4 separate regions of the Sus scrofa genome follow, and all the other regions are linked to region 4. A link is a contact called in public Hi-C and promoter capture Hi-C data. All regions are on one chromosome and are shown on one strand. The core of a region is the stretch at or near the end of the contact, and the rest is flanking DNA. Distances in the headings are between cores, read along the strand shown. Region 1 holds the start of LOC100524239 (cytochrome b-c1 complex subunit 10). Region 2 holds the start of C2H19orf25 (UPF0449 protein C19orf25 homolog). Region 3 holds the start of OAZ1 (ornithine decarboxylase antizyme 1). Region 4 holds the start of CSNK1G2 (casein kinase I).

The links. Promoter capture Hi-C pulls out the DNA fragments that hold promoters and counts their contacts. A called contact is a pair of places that touch in the nucleus more often than the background predicts.
Region 1: a contact with region 4 is called in a Hi-C map of embryonic fibroblasts, with 1.7 times the contacts expected there. The contact joins the promoter of LOC100524239 here to the promoter of CSNK1G2 in region 4. A contact is called at or near these places in 2 of 47 Hi-C or Micro-C datasets (embryonic fibroblasts and liver).
Region 2: a contact with region 4 is called in a promoter capture Hi-C map of liver, with 3 times the contacts expected there. The contact joins the promoter of C2H19orf25 here to the promoter of CSNK1G2 in region 4. A contact is called at or near these places in 1 of 5 promoter capture datasets (liver) and 1 of 47 Hi-C or Micro-C datasets (liver).
Region 3: a contact with region 4 is called in a promoter capture Hi-C map of fetal liver, with 2.9 times the contacts expected there. The contact joins the promoter of OAZ1 here to the promoter of CSNK1G2 in region 4. A contact is called at or near these places in 1 of 5 promoter capture datasets (fetal liver) and 1 of 2 datasets of contacts at active chromatin or transcription factors (alveolar macrophages).

The regions. Positions count from the first base shown.
Region 1 is chr2:76,900,389-76,905,293 of Sscrofa11.1, forward strand. It overlaps LOC100524239 (cytochrome b-c1 complex subunit 10), which reads left to right and starts at 2,831. Exons shown (of 3, transcript XM_003122996.3): 1 at 2,831-2,961. The coding sequence starts at 2,912. TCF3 (transcription factor E2-alpha) reads left to right here. Exons shown (of 21, transcript XM_021084225.1): 19 at 1-2,961.
Region 2 is chr2:76,996,504-77,001,275 of Sscrofa11.1, forward strand. It overlaps C2H19orf25 (UPF0449 protein C19orf25 homolog), which reads left to right and starts at 2,479. Exons shown (of 2, transcript XM_003353978.4): 1 at 2,479-2,863. The coding sequence starts at 2,734. It overlaps PCSK4 (proprotein convertase subtilisin/kexin type 4), which reads left to right. Exons shown (of 15, transcript XM_021084236.1): 15 at 1-4.
Region 3 is chr2:76,293,105-76,298,100 of Sscrofa11.1, forward strand. It overlaps OAZ1 (ornithine decarboxylase antizyme 1), which reads right to left and starts at 3,522. Exons shown (of 6, transcript NR_125342.1): 1 at 3,297-3,522; 2 at 2,139-2,346; 3 at 1,723-1,868; 4 at 1,165-1,337; 5 at 688-773; 6 at 38-587.
Region 4 is chr2:76,608,050-76,612,501 of Sscrofa11.1, forward strand. CSNK1G2 (casein kinase I) reads right to left here and starts at 1,582. Exons shown (of 12, transcript XM_021084209.1): 1 at 1,292-1,582.

The DNA.
Region 1 (4,905 bases), core at 1,581-4,080, 290 kb after region 4:
TAAGAATGATCACAGCATCCAGCAGTTTCTCCCACAGTTAAACATAAGCCTCCCCTAGTAGTCAGCTAGCAGCCAGCCCAGCCCAGGTGACCACCCAGGAGACATGTCCACACAAAGACCTGGACACAACTGCTCATCACAGATTCCTTTCCAAGCCCCCAAACATGGAAACAACCCACATGTCCTTCAACAGGCCAGTGGATAAACACCCAGGTCCACCCACTCTATGGAACCCAACTCTGCAGAAGGAATGAACCACTGACAGATGCAATGGCTTGGATGACTCAAAACAACTGTGCTGCATGGATGCAGCCAGACCTCAAAGAGAACGGAGTCTATGATTCCCTTCTGTGGAAGAGTCTAGAAAGTGCAGAATAATTCATAGTAGCAGAGAGCAGATGCTGGTGGCAGGGGCTGGGAAGGGGAAGTGGGAGGGGTTCAAAAGGGCAGGAGGAATCTCCCAGGGGGAGAGGGGGCTGTTCAGCATCTCCACAGCAATGATGGTTTCACCAGTGTGCACAGGTGTCCAAGTGCCAAGTTAAATGCTTTAAGTGCGTGCATTTTTGTATGTCAAATATGTCCCCATAAAGCTCTAAAACCTCTAAAAGAAAAGAATCTGTCAACAGATGAAAGGACCACTCAGAACACCACATGGTCCCTCCACACATAGGAGCATCACTCAGCCCTGAAGGAGAAAGAAGCACTGATACTCGCTACCACGTGGACGGACCTGGAGACCACAACGCTCAGTGACAGAAGCAGACACAGAAGGACACACAGTGTGGGATTCCATGGATGGGAAACGTCCAGAACAGGCATATCCCCAGACACAGAGAGGGGGTCCTGGTTGTCAGGGGCTGGGGATGGGGTTGACGTTGCTCCTGGGGTGAGGACAATGTTCTGGAATAAAACAGAGATGGTGGGTACATGATCTTGTGAATGTACTAAAGGCCACTAAACTGTACACTTAATTAATTATTTAATTAATTAATTTATTTATTTATGGCGGCATCCTCAGCATATGGAGTTCTCAGGCCAGGCATTGGCCTACAGCACAGATTCAGAATGCTGGGTCCTTAACCCATTGTGCCAGGCTGGTGATCAAACCCACACCCTTGAAGTGGCCCAAGCCACTGCAGAGACAATGCTGATTCTGCTGTACCACAGGGGGAACTTCCTAAACTGTACACTTTAAAATGGTTAATTGTATGTTATGTGAATTTCATATCAGTTAAACACAAGAAAAGGAGTTTGGTTTCCCAAGGGCCAGATGAGGATCCTACAGGGAACCCCAGAGGCCTGGGCAGAGAGCCAGTGGTGTGCCAGGGTAGCCAACCATTCTGGCTTATCCTCCATCTCTTCTGGTCACATAACCCTGGTATTCTCTTTTGGGGATCCTCTCCCAATTTCAGTCCATGTTCTCATGTGAGAGGGGGTGATTCTGCCCTGTTTCCATAGCAGGCTAATGAGAACCAGCTTTGGGGCATTCTCTGTGATTATTTGGAAAGAGGTGCCATCTTCCTGCAAGGGTTGCTGGAATGTCAACCCAGAGTTTCTGGGTGCCTCTGCTCAGAGGGAGTTCACCAGAGAGTGAGAGCAACACAAAAGAGCTGAGAAATGGAGGGAAAGATTCATGATAGTGCTAGACTCCTGGATCCACCTGTGCCTGAAGCCATCCAACATGCCTTTAAACGTCCATCTTTTCTCTTAAGCCGACTTTTGTTCTTTATCACTTGAAAGGAAAAGTATTCTGCATCATGAGCTGAAGTGCATTAAGCAGAAGGAACAATGAGGCAGAGCTTCAGAAATTGCTGGATCCAGGACCTGCAGCGCCAAGGCCTCTACACCCACCTCTGCTCATCTTTTTGGGCTGGTATATTCTTCTGCCTCAAGATTTCTCTCTCTCTGTAATTTTCAGGGCACCCTCTATGTCCCACATGTTAAGGGTCCATCAAGGACAGAGGTTTATTCGGGTCCTCTCTGCCCCACCCCCCACCCCCGTGGCCAGGGGCAGGTGAGAACCTGCAGCCCCTGAAACTGCAGTCTTGGAGGGTGCCCAGGTGCTGATTCCAAAAGGACTGGAACGCGACGAAATGGGCAGACAAACCCAGAGTCCAGTCCTCATACCCAAGCCTGCATTCGACACTGGTGGTCCCAAAGGCGGTGACTGAAGAAGGCGAGCTTGGGGCGGCGGGAAGCAGGGTGAGGAGGAGCCGCCTGTCCGGGTCCCAGCAGCTAACAGGTGTCCTGAAGTGCTGACAATGCGAGGAGCCAGGCCTCCCTCTGCCGCCGGAGTGAGGAATCACTCCCAAACGAAACGTGCAAACAATTTACAACAGGGTCTCTTAGCAACAAACAACTCAGCGCGAGCAAACCGACGCTCGGAGGCTCGGGGTAGCACTGCTATCTGGCCAAGGTCCCGCTGACAGCAAGTCCAGTGAGAACGCCTAAATCCTCCAAAAGGGAGTTCAAAACGCCTCCTTTCCCCTCTGCGACACTCTTCCTCGTATGGCCTCGGTTTAACTGTTAATAAAGTTCTGGCATGTAGTAAGGACACAAACTCACCGGACAAATGTCGCGGGCCACGCTTAGTTGCTGGAGGCTGCTCAGCAGGAGTCACTCTGACCTGCGGAGCGGAGGGGCAGGGCCGGCGTCCTCGGGTCCCGCGGCAAGAAAGCCCCGCCCCCAGGCCCGCCCACTCCAGTGTGCGATCTTCAGACCCTCCCCGGAAGCGATTGCAAATGTCTTCCAAGTCTGAGCGCCCTGCAGCGGTGGGCTCCGGGTCTCGCGCAGTCAGCCCGCCCAGACGGGGCGGGGCTTCCTTGAGGGCCTGCGCGCAGCGGCGGTCGCGCCTGCGCAGTGCGTCCGAGCCGAGGGGGCCGGGGTCACCCTGAGCTAAGACTGCGCCGCAATGCTGAGCAGGTTCCTGGGTCCGCGCTACCGCGAGCTGGCCAGAAACTGGTAAGGACGCAGCTCGCCCTCGGACTTGGACCCCGTGTCCTGCCGGGTCCCAGATGGGGGAAACAGAGGCACGGAGCGGCGGCGCGGTGTGTTCTGAGCACACGTGCGTGGAGGGCCCCCGACCCCCTCTCCCTGGGGACCGTAATGCTGCCCACCCAGTCCGCGCCCAGCACCCCCGGTTCAGCTCTTGGGGCCTGGAAACTGACCATATACGCTCCTAACTTTGCTTTTGTTTGACGTTATGAAGCCGACAGCTGCACTTGTCAGAGGCGGGTAGTGTTGGGGTGACCCCACGTGGCAGCTAGGATGGGCGTGCCCACGACGTGGGGCGCTAGGAAACCGGCTTATACTCGGCAGTCGTGTCCCCGGCAAGGAGTTAGGGGTGGGGGCTGGCCCTGGATGGTGGATCTGGCAGGCATCTTCGGGTGGGCTTTACAAACGAAAAAGCCGTCCCTGGCGTCGAGTGGGACCTCCGGCAGCACCCGCAGCCCCTCCCGCAGGCGGCCCAGGCCCCCGGAACTGTCCATTCCTATCTGCCTGTGGTCAGAGCCGCGACACCTCTTCCAGAGTTTCTTTCCGTCGGCAGCCGGCAGCATTCTTGAGTGTATTCGCTTCTAGTCAGAGACACAGCTATAAACGGAACCTTCGTGTCTGACGTTCTAGTCCATGAACAAGAAAAAATAAACCGATGTGACCCACGGCCTGAGGCTGATGTAAAATGTTAAAGGGGGTGTAGTGCAACCCTGTCCCCCCCCTGCTGGCTTCCAGAGGCCAAGAAGCGGGATCCAGCCCCAGGAACCGTGGGGGTTGTGTCCCAGACTTTGTGCTCAGCAACTGAGGACCTCTGGACCCCACGTCTTCATGCGAGGAGGGGAAGGACAGGTCGTGAGGGTGTAAGGAAGTCCCACGAGGGGCTGTCAGCATCATCACCACCTCTCCATCTTTTGGTTCCTCTTAGAAGTCAGGTTCGTGGCCACTCCCTCCCTGTGCGTGGCAGGAATGAGAAGGGGTGGTGGCCTCCCTGAGGGAAGGCTTCTCTGACATTAAATCTCAGAGCTGTTGGGCTGTGGGAGGAGATTCCCCTTCTGTTCAGGACACCTGCCCCGTAGTCTGTTCCAAAGGCAGCGGTAACTTGTGACCTCTCCCAGGCTCAAAGCTGAGTATTATGGGCCTCAACCCCAAGAGCAGGGGTTGCTGCAGGTGGCTCGGGACTGTTGATCCCTCCACTCTCCACCCCAACACCCCCAAGCACATGGCTTAGGATGATCCAGTGAGGTGGTCACCCATGTACAAATTCTGGTCCTGCACAGGCCAGCGATGGAACCTGTAAGACTTCTCTATTGCTGTGTAACAAACAGCCCACCAAATCCGGCAGCTTTACAAACACTGATTATCAGTTTCTGTGGGTCAGGTATTCAGACACACCTGAGCCAGGTCCTCTGCTCAGGGTCTCATCTGAAGCCTTGCCTGGGGATCGCTTTCTAAGCTCACACATGTGTTGTGACCACATGGGCCCCTCTACAGGGCAGCTCACAAAGGGCCAGGAGCTCCCCCTAAAGGGAGTAAGAGGAGGCAGCAGACCTGGTTGGAGCCACAGTCTGTAACACAGGTATGGCCCACCCTCTGAGTTTTACTCGTTAGAGATGAGGGACAGGGTCTTACTCACACCCAAGGGGAAGGGCTGTACAAGGAAGGGTGTGAACAGTAGGAGGTGGGACTGTTGGCCCCATCCTGGATCCTGCCGGACATAAACGTGGTGTGGTAGTCCTGGAGCCCCTTGCCTCAGCTCTGTGCCTAGTAGGCTGTGTGTCTTAACAGAGTGATGTGCCCTCTCTGTGTCTGGTCTCCTCATCTGTAAGACAGTGCCCCTGACACTCACATATCCCTCAGTCCTATTCTGTCAGGGATGGAGCTGCTGTAAACTGCATTAACATCCCTGTGTGT
Region 2 (4,772 bases), core at 1,229-3,728, 390 kb after region 4:
ACAAGGTGCAAGTCTACAGTATCCTTTGGGGCACTGGCCCCTTCCCCACCCCCATGGCATGGTTGGTGGGGGGGGGGTCCCCTGCATGCCCTGCCCCCCAGAGTGTAAAGGGGTTATTGAGTTCCCTGGTGGCCTAGTGGTTAAAGCATCTGGCATTGTCCCTGTTTTGGCAAGTTTCCAACCCTGGCCTGAGAACTTCTGCCCTGGCACAGAGCCCCAGCTGTGGAAGGTGGGGCAGGGCTGGTTAGGGTGCTACCCACCCACAAGCTTTGCTGCCTCTGAGCACCCAGGACATAACCTGCTGCAGTTCTAACTCCTCCATCCTTGTGGGTGACTTTCCCTTTAACACTGAGAACTAGCAAGTGCGGCTTGCAAATGACAATTCACCTGTCCACTAGCTTCCAATAATTATACTTTTCTCTAGTCTCTGAGGTCGTAGGGGAGGCTGAGGGGATTATGGGCTGAAGGTACATTGCTCTCATTCCAGCCAGGCCTCAACGTCCCCATCTGGAAAGTGGGTTCTCTACTTCTCCGGAACCCAAGGAGGATCCTGAAGTGCAGGGAGGGTAAGGATGGAAAAGGGTGTTTATGGAACTATTAAGAGTCTCTACTCTGGCAGTTCCCATCATGGCTCAAGGGAAACGAATCTAACTAGTATTCATGAGGACACAGGTTCAGTCCCTGGCCTCCCGCATTGGGTTAAGAATCTGGCTGTGGTTGCCATGAGCTTTGGTGTAGGTTGCAGATGTGGCTTGGATCTGGCATTGCTGTGGCTGTGGCGTGTAGGCCAGTGGCTACAGCTTTGATTTGACCCCTAGCCTGGGAACATCTGTATGCTGTAGGTGCGGCCCTAAAAAGACCAAAAAAAAAAAAAAAAAAAGTATCTAGTCTGTCCTCACATACATCAATAGGGTGGCAACCTGTTCCTTCTGATTTTCAGAGCCGTAAGGTGGTTTCCACAAAGGAGTGGAGGCTGGTTTTGCCTTGACCATGGGCTTCACTTGGACTCCAAGGGGGTAGTCCTGGTTTGTAGCAGGAGTCCAGACACACACCCTTCCAGTGCCCCTGGTCATCTGAGAATCTGCTTGGCTACCAGGCTTGGGTTGGGCAGCCTCAAGCCTTCAAGGGACTCAGGTTCTGTCTAGGGCTGCAGCTGGACCCACTGGAAGCAGGAGGTGGGTAAGGGAGGAGACAGCCATCTGCTCTCCTAGACCTGCCTGCATGCCTAGAGTCCCACCCAGCTCTGCCCAGCTCTGGAGTTAGGCCTGAAGTGGTGTCTGGCTCTGCAAATCCAGGCTGCGTGTCCAGAGGCACCTGGCTGCCTTCTCAGAGCCTCCGTAGCCATCCTGTGCAGCAGCATGAAGTCTGGCACCTGCCTCACCAAATACTCTTGAGGGTCAAGAGGTAATTTTCCCACCTGGCACACAGTAAATGCCCAAAACATGCCAGCTTGGGGCAGTCACTTTGGGAAATAGGTCCATAGTCAGTTAAACATAGAGTTACCATATGACCTAACAGTTCTGCTCCTAAGTATGTACCCAAGAAAACTAAAGACACATTCACACAACACTTGTAAGAATGTTCACAGCAGCATGATTCACAGCAGACAAAATATGGAAACAACATTGTTGGATGATGGGCAAACATTATATGGTCCCTTCATGCACAGGAGCATCCCTCAGTCATGAAAGAGAGAGAAGCACCGACACTGGCTGCCATGTGAACGGACCTTGAGACCACGATGCTCAGAGAAAGGCACACTTGTGTGATTCCATGAATGTGATACGCCAAGAACAGACAAATTCATAAACATAGTGGATTGTTAAGGGATGGGGTGATGAGGATGAGGGAATGTTCTGGCTTTAGACTGCGGTGATGGTTGCACAACTTCTCTGTCTTTCTGTCTGTCTCTCTCCTATATATATTCCAAAACCATTGAATTGTACACTTTAAGCAGGTGGACTTTATAGTATGTAAATTATATAAAGCTGTTTAAAAACGCCCTCCTTGGGCTCTGTGGTGGTCTTCAGTCCTAGCCAAGAGGCGGGGGCCAAGATCACCCTCCAGAGCTACGGCCCCACCCAGGTAGGGAGGGGGTTTTAGACAAGGGAGAGGCAACCTTGAGAGGGATCCCGGAGGTTGGCCACCTCGCTGGGAACTGGTGGCCCGCTACGTGGTGAGAGACTGCACCGTAAATTTGTTGCTACGACAGCCACGTAGATTGAGGACTGCGTCTCCCTTTTGCAAAAAACCGGGCTTCAGATGCTTTGTTAGGCAGAGAGAAGAGCCGGGAACAGGACCCTGCGCCCACCCCTCGGGGGAGAGGCTGAAGTCTCATCCTTTCTGGTTCTGGTCCAATCGTTTCTTCGATCGCACCAGAACCCTGGAGGGAGCGGCCTCTTTAAGGGGGCGTGGCTTTCACGAGCCGGGGAGGATCCGGCCGGAAGCGTGTGTCTCTTGCGAGTAGGGTGGGACTGTACCGTGACCGGAAGCGGAAATGGTCGGTCGGCCGCGGAGGCGGTGCAGGTGAGTTGGCGCTGGCGGCAGCAGCCTCAGCGGGAAACTGAGGCTTGAGTGAAGGGGAACGCTGAAGCCCCTGGCTCCGTGTTGTTCAGCCCTTGGGAGGATCAGGGCAGGAAGGGCTTCGCCAGGAGCGGGGAACTGGAGCGTGTGTAGAAATTCGTTGGGCGCGAGGAACAACCCCGTCAACACTTCCTTCTCCGGTCTACCGGGATGAGCTCCAAGACCAAGAAGCGCGTGGTGCTGCCCACCCGCCCGGCGCCCCCTACAGTGGAGCAGATCTTGGAGGACGTGCGGGGGGCCCCTGCCGAGGACCCCGTCTTCACCGCTCTGGCTCCTGAAGGTAGGGGAGAGGCGACCCCGAGAGGCCAGCAGGAAGGGGTGGGGAAAAGTACCTGGCTGCTTTTAAGACAGAAGGGCAGAGTTCAGTATTCAGGACAGAAATTATCTAGCCCTGAAATGCCAAAAATACTTGCATCTGGCCTTTTGCAGAAAAAGTGTGTCCGCCCCTGTTCAGAAGATGGAAGCAGATCCGTGACTTCAGGGTTGGGCATACAGTTGTAGGGTGAATTTTGTGTTCTGCTCTATGAGGTTCATTATTCATTCAACAAACTTTCATTGAGGAGTGACCCCTCGTGGTTCAGCGGTTAACGAACCCAACTAGGATCCATGAGGATGCCGGTTTGATCCTTGGCCTCGTTCAGTGGATTAAGGATCCGGCGTTGCTGTGAGTTGCAGTGTAGGTCGCAGACGCAGCTCGGATCCTGTGTTGCTGTGGCTGTGAGGTAGGAGGGCAGCTGCAGCTCAGATTTGACCCTTAACCTGGGGACTTCCATATGACACGAGTGAGGCCCTTAAAAAAAAAAAAAAAAGCAAAGAAACAAACCTTCATTGAGACCGTATTATGGGCCGGAATCTGTTCTAAGCACTGAGGTGGAAAAACGAACAAAAAGATTAAAGTGTCTGCCTTGCTCCATTCTAGTGGGTATTGACATTCAGTATAAGGCTTGTGGGACTCTAGAAGATGAGAATAGGAGTTCTCGCTGTGGCACAGTGGGATAGGCAGTGTCTCTGCAGTGCCAAGACTCAAGTTTGATCCCTGGCCCAGCACAGCGGGTTAAAGGATTCTGCGTTGCCACAGCTAGGACATAGTAGCATCTGCAGCCTGGATCTGATCCCTGACCTGGGAACTTCCATATGCTACTGGTGTAGCCATTAAAAAAAAGAAAAAAATTCAGTTCTTTGTTACACGTGGCCACATTTCAAGTGCTCAGCAGCCCGCTTGTGCCAGCTGCTGCATTGGATAGCTACATTGGAGGATATTTCCATCACCTGGAATGTTGCGATTGAGAGGCCAGCCCAAGCAACAGGAGCCATGTTTATCCCTGGCTCACAGTTGGGTCATCGGAGGCTGCTTGAATCCCAGCCTTATGAATCACGGGTCCAGGAGTTCACGTCATGGCTCAGCGGTAACAAAGCTGACTAGCATCCATGAGGGTTCGGGTTCGATCCATGGCCTCACTCAGTGGATTAAGGATCCAGCATTGCTGTGATCTGTCCTGTAGGTTGCAGACATGGATGGTTTGGATCCTGTGTTGCTGTGGCTATGGCATAGGTTGACGGCTGCAGCTGCAATTCGACCCCTAGCCTGGGAACTTCCATATGCCACGAGTGCTGCCCTAAAAAAGCAAAAAAAAAAAAAAGGAAAGAAAAAAAAAAGAAATCATGGGTCCAGGTTCCCAGCATCCAGAGGTTGAGGGCATGAGGAATGGGCAGTGCCAGGGCTCACTCTAGGGAGAGGGGGCTTCTCTGCTGGCCTGTGTTCCTGTCAAGGACCATCCTTGGCCTCCATGTGCACTGTCTGGCCTGTCCTACCTTGTTACTAAAGCAGGTGATAAAGTGATTTATTTTTACTTTTTTTAGGGCTGCACCTTTAGCAAATGGACATTCCTGGGTTAGGGATTATATTGGAGTTTGCAGCTGCTGGCCTAGGCCACAGCCACAGTAATGTGGGATCTGAGCAGCATCTGCGACCTACACCACAGCTCACAGCAACGCCGGATCCTTAACCCACTGAGCAAGGCCAGGGATTGAACCCACACCCTCATGGATACTAGTTGGGCTCATTACTGCTATGCCACAATGGGAACTCTAATAAAGTGATTTTTAATCAAATTGCTGTTTCTGGGCCTGTTTATAGACAAGGGGACCAGGCAGAGCAGAGAGGACCTTGACATGTCTCCAAGTGGCCC
Region 3 (4,996 bases), core at 2,272-4,771, 310 kb before region 4:
CACCGGCTGAAAGTCAAAACCACTGAGCCCACACAGGTCTTGGAGGAATAATCACTTTTATTCAGATTTTTGAGAGCAATAGAAGAGTAGATTATTATCTTTCCAAGTTAAGAGACCTAAGACTGTTTCCAAAAAACTTCAAAATAAGAAACTCCTCCTCCAAGAACAAGGATAATCTGAATCATCTTAAACCAGCAATAAAAAAGTAAAATATAAATTTTTATTTAGAATTAAAGCAAATACTTCAGTATCACAAACACAATATTAAACTTCCAAGAAATACACGGCTAATTTGGAGTGAGCGTTTATTTGCACAATTACAACATGCGGACAAACCCAGCAGGTGAAGCAGGCTGACATGGGTCAGCACGCAGTTAATCACACCACCCGCAGAGGCGCAGCACAAAGCGCACACAAGGGACTGCGATCGAGGCCAAGGGCCCAGGCATCACACTACTCCTCCTCACCAGAGGACTCTCTCTCAAACGTGTAGGCCATGAAGCAAGCGTCGGGTCTCTTGGGGACAAGGGGATGCCCCGGTCTCACAATCTCAAAGCCCAAAAAGCTGAAGGTACGGAGCAAGGCGGCTGCGGAGAGAGGAAAAGCCAATAGATGAGAACCACCTGTTCCCCAGAGTGGGGCCCCACTCCCCTCACCCCTGCAGAGGATGGTGATGGTGCCACCTACCTCTGTCCTCGCGGTTCTTGTGGAAGCAAATGAAGACATGGTCAGCGTGGAGCTGCTCCTCAGCAAATTCGAGAAGAACTGCAAAGCTGAAGTTCCAGCATGAGGACCCACCCACCTGCAACCCCTCAGGGACCCCAGGCCGAGACCTCCAAGTATCTTTGGGGCCTGATCTACATGGAGCGCCAGTTCCTTCTGGGTCCAGGGTCGCCCTCAGCACTGCTGACACTGGAGCCAGGTGCTCCTGAGGGGCCATTCTGGACACTGTAGGGTGCTGGAGCAGTGTTCTCGGCCCCACCTACTAGATGCCCTCAAACATGAAAACACCAAGGTCCCTGGATGTCCCCCTGAATCCCTTGGGTGATAACTGCTGAGACAGCTTTAAAGGGGAATCCCAAAATAATCATGGCTTGACTGATTCCTGACTTTGGTTTCCCTCCTCTGCCCTCCAGGCACACAGAGGCAGCTCCCTGCCCTCACCTGTCCTTGCTCCCCTCGGGCAGAGCGCCGCCTGGGATCTCGATGTAGAGGCAGCTATTGCTCAGCACCGCTCTCCAGTTAATGTGTTTGGCATCTGTGAGCCTGGATTGGACGTTTAAAATTCTCGTCTTGTTATTAGACGTTAGTTCCTCTGTTACATTCAGCCGATTATCCTGTGGAAGAAAAAAAGCCAACCTTGGACACCAACCTTCACAGGGTGGAAATCTTCACCCTTCCTACTGATGACAATTTAAAAACGCAGAAAAGCACTAGTCCCTTGCAATACTAATGTTTGGCTGTGGGGTGGTGGCTTGGCCCGGGGCCAGAGCAGGTGCCCCAGGGTGAGGGGCAAAGGCTACATAAGGCAAGGCCCAGGCTGTTGTTTGCACCTTTGTTCCTTGAACCCTGGATTTAGAGAATTTGATAAAGTGGTGTACAGTTCCTGGCACACGACAGGTGCACGAAACATTTCTGCCTGCTAAGTAACAGATGCTGTGGGTCTGGCTGCTCTCCCCCCACCTCAGGTACCCAGGAAATCCAAGGAACCAGAATACTTACAGAGTAAAATAAATTAGCTGAAAGATTGTGATCCCTCTGACTATTCCCTCGCCCACCTGGGATCTTCAGGGGTGGGTGAGGGACATCAGGAGCACCACCGAGGCCCTGGACCCAGGTTACTACAGCAGTTGATGGAGACCCTGGAACTGAAGGAAATGGGCTGGTGAGCAGCACTGGCAATAGACCCACTGGCCTTTGGTGAGGGACTCAAGTCCCAGCAAGGCTAGATTGATAGCCAAATCCACCTAGGACCCTGCCCCTTACCCCTCCAAGTGCAAAAATCAACACCTGCTGGCCACCAGTTAAGATAGTTATGCAATCACAGAACAAGCAGCCTCTCAAATCCAACTTCTGGAGTGGCGGTGGGGGGTAATGCTGGCTAAGGGCCCAATTCATCCCCTGGGTGGCTGTCTCACCCTTTATCTTAAGACCACCACAAACTGTCTCAAGCCAAGCCTGCATCAGGTTCTACTTCCCACTTCTAAGTCGAGCGGCTTCAGCTTCCCCTTTTCCACTTTTCAGGCTGCAGTGGAGACCTCGAAATCCAGCAGCCTTTTCCTAGTGATCCAGGAACCTGTCTTTTCACAGAAGCAGCCCAGGCCTCGACCCTTTCATCGTCCACACCTGCTGGGAAGCGAGGGGCCCGTTCGGACCCACGCGAGCGCTGCGGGGACAGGCCCGCAGAGACGCCCTCCCGCGCACTCCCAGCGGCCTCGGGTTGCGTCATCTCAGCAGAGAGGCCCTCGGCCCCGGGGGAGATTTTCACAATCGCGCAACCGGCAGCGCCAGCAGCCATTTGCTGCGCAGTGTAAACAGGGCCCAAAGTCGCCTCCATTTTGCTCAGCTCCCATCCGGGGCGCCCCGACACGCCGACGTCTGCATCACGGCTCGGGGTCTGGCCGCGGAAATCTCCCGGGGCAGTCGTCAAGTAGCTCGCGAACCGCAGCTCACCTGGACCCCCGCCCTCCACCGCCCAACGGGGGAGGGGGCGGTCCGGCCACCACCCTGAGAAGGGCCCCGGGCGCCGTCTACGTGGCGCCCAGGACCGCCGCGTCCCGGGGCCACGTCCGGGGGCGGGGGTGGCTCGGCCGAATTCGTCCAGCCGCAGAACGATCAAACCCTCCGCATCGGCAAATCACAGATTCTCGGGACCCGACTCCACTTCGGGTCCCGCTGCCCCAAACCTGGCCACGGAATCTCACGTCCCCAGCCCGTGACCTCCCGTGCCCCCCCGCAACCCGAGCAGATACCTGAAGCCCCCAACCCAGAGACTCCCGTGCTCCCCTAAACCCGACCAGGTACCTGAAGTCCCCAATCCAAAGACTCCAGTGTCCCTCAAACTCAACGGGATACACCATCCGTCGGGCAACCGAACCTGAGACACAACCCACGCTCCCAGTCCCGCCCCCGGGCCCCGCCCCCATCCCGCCAAGAACCCGCCCCCCGCGCGACTGTGGCATCGACAAAGGGGCGGACCTCGCGCTCCCGGGACTTCCGTGGCGCCCCGCCGCCTGCCCCCTGCGGGCCTGCGCGGAGCCGCTTCTGGAAGCTTCGGGCGGGGGCGGGGCGCTCACCTCTCGCTGCTGCGGCCTCCGCGGCTGTGCAGGCTGAGGAGCGGCATGGTGCGGGTGGCGTGGACGGTGGCGCTGGGTTTATCCCCCTCCTTCTCTCTGGCGAAGCAGTGGCTGTTGAGGATCCGCTGCAGGGAGGATTTCACCATCCGGCCGCTGGGGTCCGAAACCAGGAAAACCTCCGCTGCGCCTCTCCGCGCCGCCGCCGCTGCTCGCCGTTCGCAAAATGGCGCCGCCACCGCCGCCCGCTTTTATAGGCATCACGCGTAGGCCACGCCCACGCTCCGCGGGAACGCGGCCGCACGAGGGGGCGGTGCCGCCAGGAAATCCAGGTGTGCCCGCCCCTCTCGGCATCTGATTGGTGAAACGCGACGGACTCGCGTGGAGCCGCCCCTTGGATTGGGCAAAAGGCTTCGGGCCCCGCCCCCCCGCCGCTGTCGTAATTCTGCGGGCGCGCGGAAAGGGCGGGGCTCCCGTCGTGACGGGAGTGCGCGGCGCGCGCCCCGCCCCGGCCTCCCCCCCACAGCCGGGCCTGGGGCGGGGGCGCCTGGTTGGGCCTGCTTGAGGGGTGTCTCGTTGTGGCCACGTCTCCACCATGGTCCCCGGCTCCCTCGCTGGGGTCCCTTCCCCCTGAGGGACTCCCTCCCCCAGGCGGCTCTGACGACAAAGGTCCTGGGTATTTGGAGGAAAGGGTCCCAGCCCTCTCATCGCAGCATAAGACAGAATTATTTTCTGTAGTAACCTAGTAATGATCTTTCCCAAAGATGATTTTCTGGATTTGCTCCTTCACATATTGAAACAATTTACAGTTTAAAAAGAGAAGTTTCAGTGTTAAAGGTATTACTCAAATTTAGTAAAATATTTCTTGTCACATTTGGACTGAAGCAGAAATGCTTCTCCTTGAAGATGAACTCACAAAGCTATTCCATGGGTGAACTAAATTTTGCCCCAAGCAAAAAAAATATTCTTTGCAGGTCTCTTTTCTTTCACGCTTTTAGGGTTTAGGCACAGAGTCTGCAAAGTGTTACAAGGAACTGAAGCTACTCCTACTTTTTTCTTTGTCTTTTCAGTCCCTGCCTCTCACTTTCGTCTCTTTTATTTCCAATCTACTGTGCCCATTGGGGTTGGAGACACAAACTTTCCACAAAAGGACCTTGAATTATTACAAAACTTATAGAAATATACTCTCCAAAACATGTGGCTGAATCCGCATGTGTCCCCAAATTCCCTTCCATGTGGAATGCAAAATTCATTGTTTACTTACATGGTATTTATAAGTAATGTAAGTGTCTAATTTAGTACTTCCCTATAAACATTATTAAAACTCAACAGAGGCAGAGGGAAGGATTGGGAGTTTGGGAGTGCAAACTAGTGTGTATAGGATGGATAAACAACAGAGACCTACTGTATAGCACAGGTAACGCTATTCAATATCCTGTGATAAACCAGAATATAAAAAGGAATGTGGGAATTCCTGCTATGGCACAGTGGGTTAAGAATCAGACTGCAGGAGTTCCTGTCATGGCTCAGTGGTTAAGGAACCTAACCAATATTCATGAGGACGAGGGTTCTGGCCTTGCTCAGTGGGTTAAGGATCAGGCATTGCTGTGACCTGTGGTGTAGGTCGCAGACATGGCTCGGATCCCATGCTGCTGTGCTTGTGGTGTAGGCCAGCAGCTACAGCTCAGATTCAACCCTTAGCC
Region 4 (4,452 bases), core at 332-2,831:
CCCCTTCACTATCAGATCAATCCTCCTACAGTCAGTTCTGCCCCCCAGATCAGAGCCCCTATACTTTCCCACTCATCTCTCACGCCCAGAGCTACAGAAGTCTCTGGAGGCTGGGAAATGCCAACTGAGCTTATCTGTGTCCCGAGAAGGCAGAGAGGGCCCCTGAGGCCCCACAGAATGAATATGTGGACACCTCAGAGTCCCAGACACTGACCAAGCTTAGGTCTCCCGGTGGAGGGGGCAGGGGAGAACATACTGGACTCCACCTACGTGCACAGAACCCTCCAGGCTGTTTCCTGCAAACAATGCCATCCGGAGGCCAAGGGAATAACCCAGCTGCCCAAAGCCTACCCAGGATGATGCCCCAGACGTCACAGCAGGGCTTTCTCTAAGGCCCCCAGCCCTGAACGTGAAAGTGTCCCCTGAGAAAACTGGGGCAGAGAAGACAGGGGAAGTGCTGTCCCTGGCAGGGCACAGACGCTACACCCCCCCCCCATCTGAAGTGTTTCCGGAAAACAAAGCCGGTGGCGAGGGCGGAAGGGGGAGGCGCAGCCAGGCGAGAGCCAGGAGTTCCTGAGCAGCCCAAAACAGATCCTCCAGACCAGACCCCTCTTGCTGCTCCTCCCCTCTGCCCCCAGCCCCCGGCTCACCCCCAAATCCTGCAGAGCCACAAAGGGGCAAGTGTGCGGCAGCGTAGGCAGCAGCCATGGGCCCAGGAGAGAGAGCTGGAGGAATAGAAGGACATGGGAAGTGGACAGTGTGCTTGAGCACTAGGGAGCAGTGAAGAAGGGAGGAGGGGTGGGACTGAGGGAGAGTGGAGGACAACAAAGTCTGGAGCGAGGGAACAGTGAGGTCTGGAATACTGAGGTCTGGAATGAAGAATACTGAGGTCTGGAATGAAGAATCAGTAAGGAGCTGTGAGGTCTGTAGTGTGCGGATGAGTGGGAACGAGAGGTTGCAGGGCCTGATTTTGGGGGTCACTGGCAAGGTCTGGAGTACAGGGGAGAAGGGTTGGAGTCCAGAGTGTGGGGGCTAGTGGGCCATAGGGGCAGTGGGGTCGCAGTTTAGGGGTCAGTGGGAGAGCAAAGTCGGGAATGCACAGTTCCACAAGAGCAGAGTTAGGATTCTGGGGGCCCCTGGGGTGCGGGAATGCCGGGGGACCGGGGGTCTGCGGGATGCGGGGGTCCGAAGCGCGGGGTGTACGGGCGGCGGGATCCAAGGATCCGTGGGGGTGGGGCCGCAGGACCGGGGCGCGTGGCCGCACCGCCGGCGAGGGCGCGCGCGTCGTTACCTGACGGCCTCCGCCGTGGCTGTGGCTGTGGCTGTGGCCGTGGCCCCGCGGCCGGGCGGCCGGGCTGGGCGGCCCGGGCTCCCTCAGCAGCGCGGCGCGGGCCCCCGCTCCGGACCTTGTTCGCGCTCCGGCTCTGGCGCCCGCTTGGGCCCCCGCTCCCGCGCCGTCGGCGCCGGCCTCCGCATGTTGGGCGCGGGCCGTCCCCGCCGCGCGGGCGCCCGGCTCGCCCCGGTCTCACAGCGTCGCCCGCGGCCCGCGCTTACGCCGCCAGCGTCGCGGGGGAGGGCCTGGCGCCCACTGCGCAGCCGCCGGAGGCCGTAGGGCGCGCGCGTGACGTCACAGCGCGAGGCGGGACCCGGCGGCGCGCCCGCCGCTTTGCGGCAGCGGGCGACACTGCGCGACGGCCGCCACGCTTTGCGGCTGCTCCAGGGTGGCTGGGCCGCAGCCGGGGGGACCGCCGGAGGTGCGCGGCTGGGAGGGCGCGCACGGACGGGGAAGGAGCGGTCCCCAGTCAACCCTTCTGGGGGGCGGGGCTCTGGCCCGCGGTCTTGGCCCGCCCCCGCCGTTGCCATGGAGACGCGTGGCTGGTCACTGAGACACCGCCCCACCGCGCTTCTGTGGCGTCAAGGTCTCGCCACTTGACGTCACGGTCGGGCGGTGCCGCGGGCGTGGTCAGCGCGTGGATAAGCCAACTTCCGGGGAGTCCTGCGGCAGACTTGCTGGTTGGGGTGGGGAGAGCTGTGTAGAGTGATAGGCTAGCGACGGGGCGGTGCTTCTCCGAGCCAGAAGGAGCTGTGACATAATCGAGGAGCCAAGGAGGGTGTCACTCAAGGCACTGGTCCAACTGGACCTTCCGCCTGGGCCTGCCGCCTGAGCACAGGCCCTAGCAAGCAGCTGACGCTCAACAAGTGCAGTGTAGAGTACTTGCTCATATACTGTCAGTCCATCCTGGACCTAGAAAAAGCTTGGGTAGGGGGAGCTTGGCAAGAACCCCGCAGTGAGGCCCAGCATCACCCAGGACAGGGCCTACCCGCGTGGCCCGCGTGCCTCCTGCGGGGCATTTTTAGTGTTGAGGGAAACTCATCCATTCACGTCTTTATTAAATGCCTGCCAGCTGTTCTGAAAATAGAATGGTGAGCTAAACTCTTGGCACGGTTTCCCAGCGAGTTCTCAGTCCTGAGCGAGGGGATGGACAGGACAGTGAATAAATGGACATGACCGTTTCAGATGGTGTTATAAGCTTGCTTGGAGCAGAGTGACCAAGGGCCAGACCCTAAAGGCTAAAAGCTAGATTTGGCAGATGGAAGATTGCATGGTCTCTGATTTTTGTCCTGCTGTCCAGCAGACAAATTTGGGGAAGGAGAATTAAAGTAGAAGGAGATGGCAGAATGGCAACAGTTTAGGGCTTCTTCTGACCCAGTTCTCCTCTTTCAGCTCCACTTGCAATGTCACTACCTCCAGGAAGCCCAAGCTTCTTCCCCCATTGTCCTTTCTCGGTACAAGCTGACCCCTTCCAACCTGAGCCTTAACATAAAGGAGTGTGTTTGTTTCAAGTCACCCTCCTCCACCAGCCATACCAAACCAGAGACCACATCTGTTTTGCTCATTGCTGGGTCTGTAGGCACACACAGCAGGCACTCAGTCTGTGTGGTCACGGTGTGTGGTGAATAAATGAATGAAACAACTCCACAATCCTCCCAGATTCTGGAGAACTCCAGGTTTTACTTCCTCAGACTTCCCTGGTCCAACTCTCCTCTTCTATCCAGTTTTTTTTTTTTTTTTAAATCCTGCCATTTCTTGGGCTGCTTTTGTGGCATATGGAGGTTCCCAGGCTAGGGGTCGAATCAGAACCGTAGCCGCTGACCTGTACCACAGCCACAGCAAAGCAGGATCCAAGTCGTGTCTGCAACCTACACCACAGCTCACAGCCCACAGCAACAGTGATCTTTAACCCACTGAGCAAGGCCAGGGATTGAACCCGAAACCTCATAGTTCCTAGTCGGATTCATTAACCATGGAACTCCTCTATACACTCTTTGAGATTTTTCTTGATTTTTGAGGAAGGCCTGTATTGATATGAACTCCCCGCCAAGAACTGCTTTTGCTACATCTTGTAGATTTTGTATGGTTGTGTCTTCTTTTTTTTTTTTGTTTTTGTTTTTTAGGGCCAAAGGTGTGGCACATGGAAGTTCCCAGGCTAGGGGTCCAATCAGAGCTACAGCTGCTGGCCTATGCCACAGCCACAGCAACGCAGGATCTGAGCCATGTCTGCAACCTATCCCTACAGCTCATGGCAACATCAGATCCTTAACCCACTGTGTGAGGCCAGGGATAGAACCTGTGTTCTCATGGATACTAGTCAGATTCGTTTCTACTGAGCTGTGACAGGAACTCCAGGAACTCCTCCATTCTTAATGTTTAAGGAAATCTGCTTTCAGTTGCTCAGCTTCCAGGGGAGCAGGGGACATGGTGGCCTCTTCTCCAGAGATATTTGAGCCTTAAAAGGAAGCTCCAGCCTTGATCCTGTAAAAGATAGGGTGGCCTGTGCAGCTGAAAGAATGTAGAAAGGGGAGTTCCTGTCGTGGCGCAGTGGTTAACGAATCCAACTAGGAACCATGAGGTTGCAGGTTCGGTCCCTGCACTTGCTCAGTGGGTTAAGGACCTGGCATTGCCATGAGCTGTGGTGTAGGTTGCAGATGCGGCTTGGATCCCGCGTTGCTGTGGCTCTGGCGTAGGCCGGTGGCTACAGCTCCGACTAGACCCCTAGCCTGGGAACCTCCATATGCTGCGGGAGCGGCCCAAGAAATAGCAAAAAGACAAAAAAAAAAAGAATGTAGAAAGGCCATAGCTGGGGTTGGGTTGTGCCACCCAGTGGCTGTGTGACTATGGGTAGGTCACTGACCCCCTCTGGTCCTCCTCTGCTTCTAAGTTATAACTAACAATAACCCCCTTGGGTACATTATGAGAGTCCATGAATTAGTGAATAAAGAATTGCCAGCACAGGACCTCCTGCCTCAAATGAATATATATCTCTCTAATCACTTGAGATCTTTGAAAAAGCAAACAGCCTTTCAAGCTTCCTCTTTTTCAACCCACTTCAAATGTGGTCCACATGTTCTTGCTTCCTTTTGGCTTTGATCATGAGGACACCATTTGGGAAA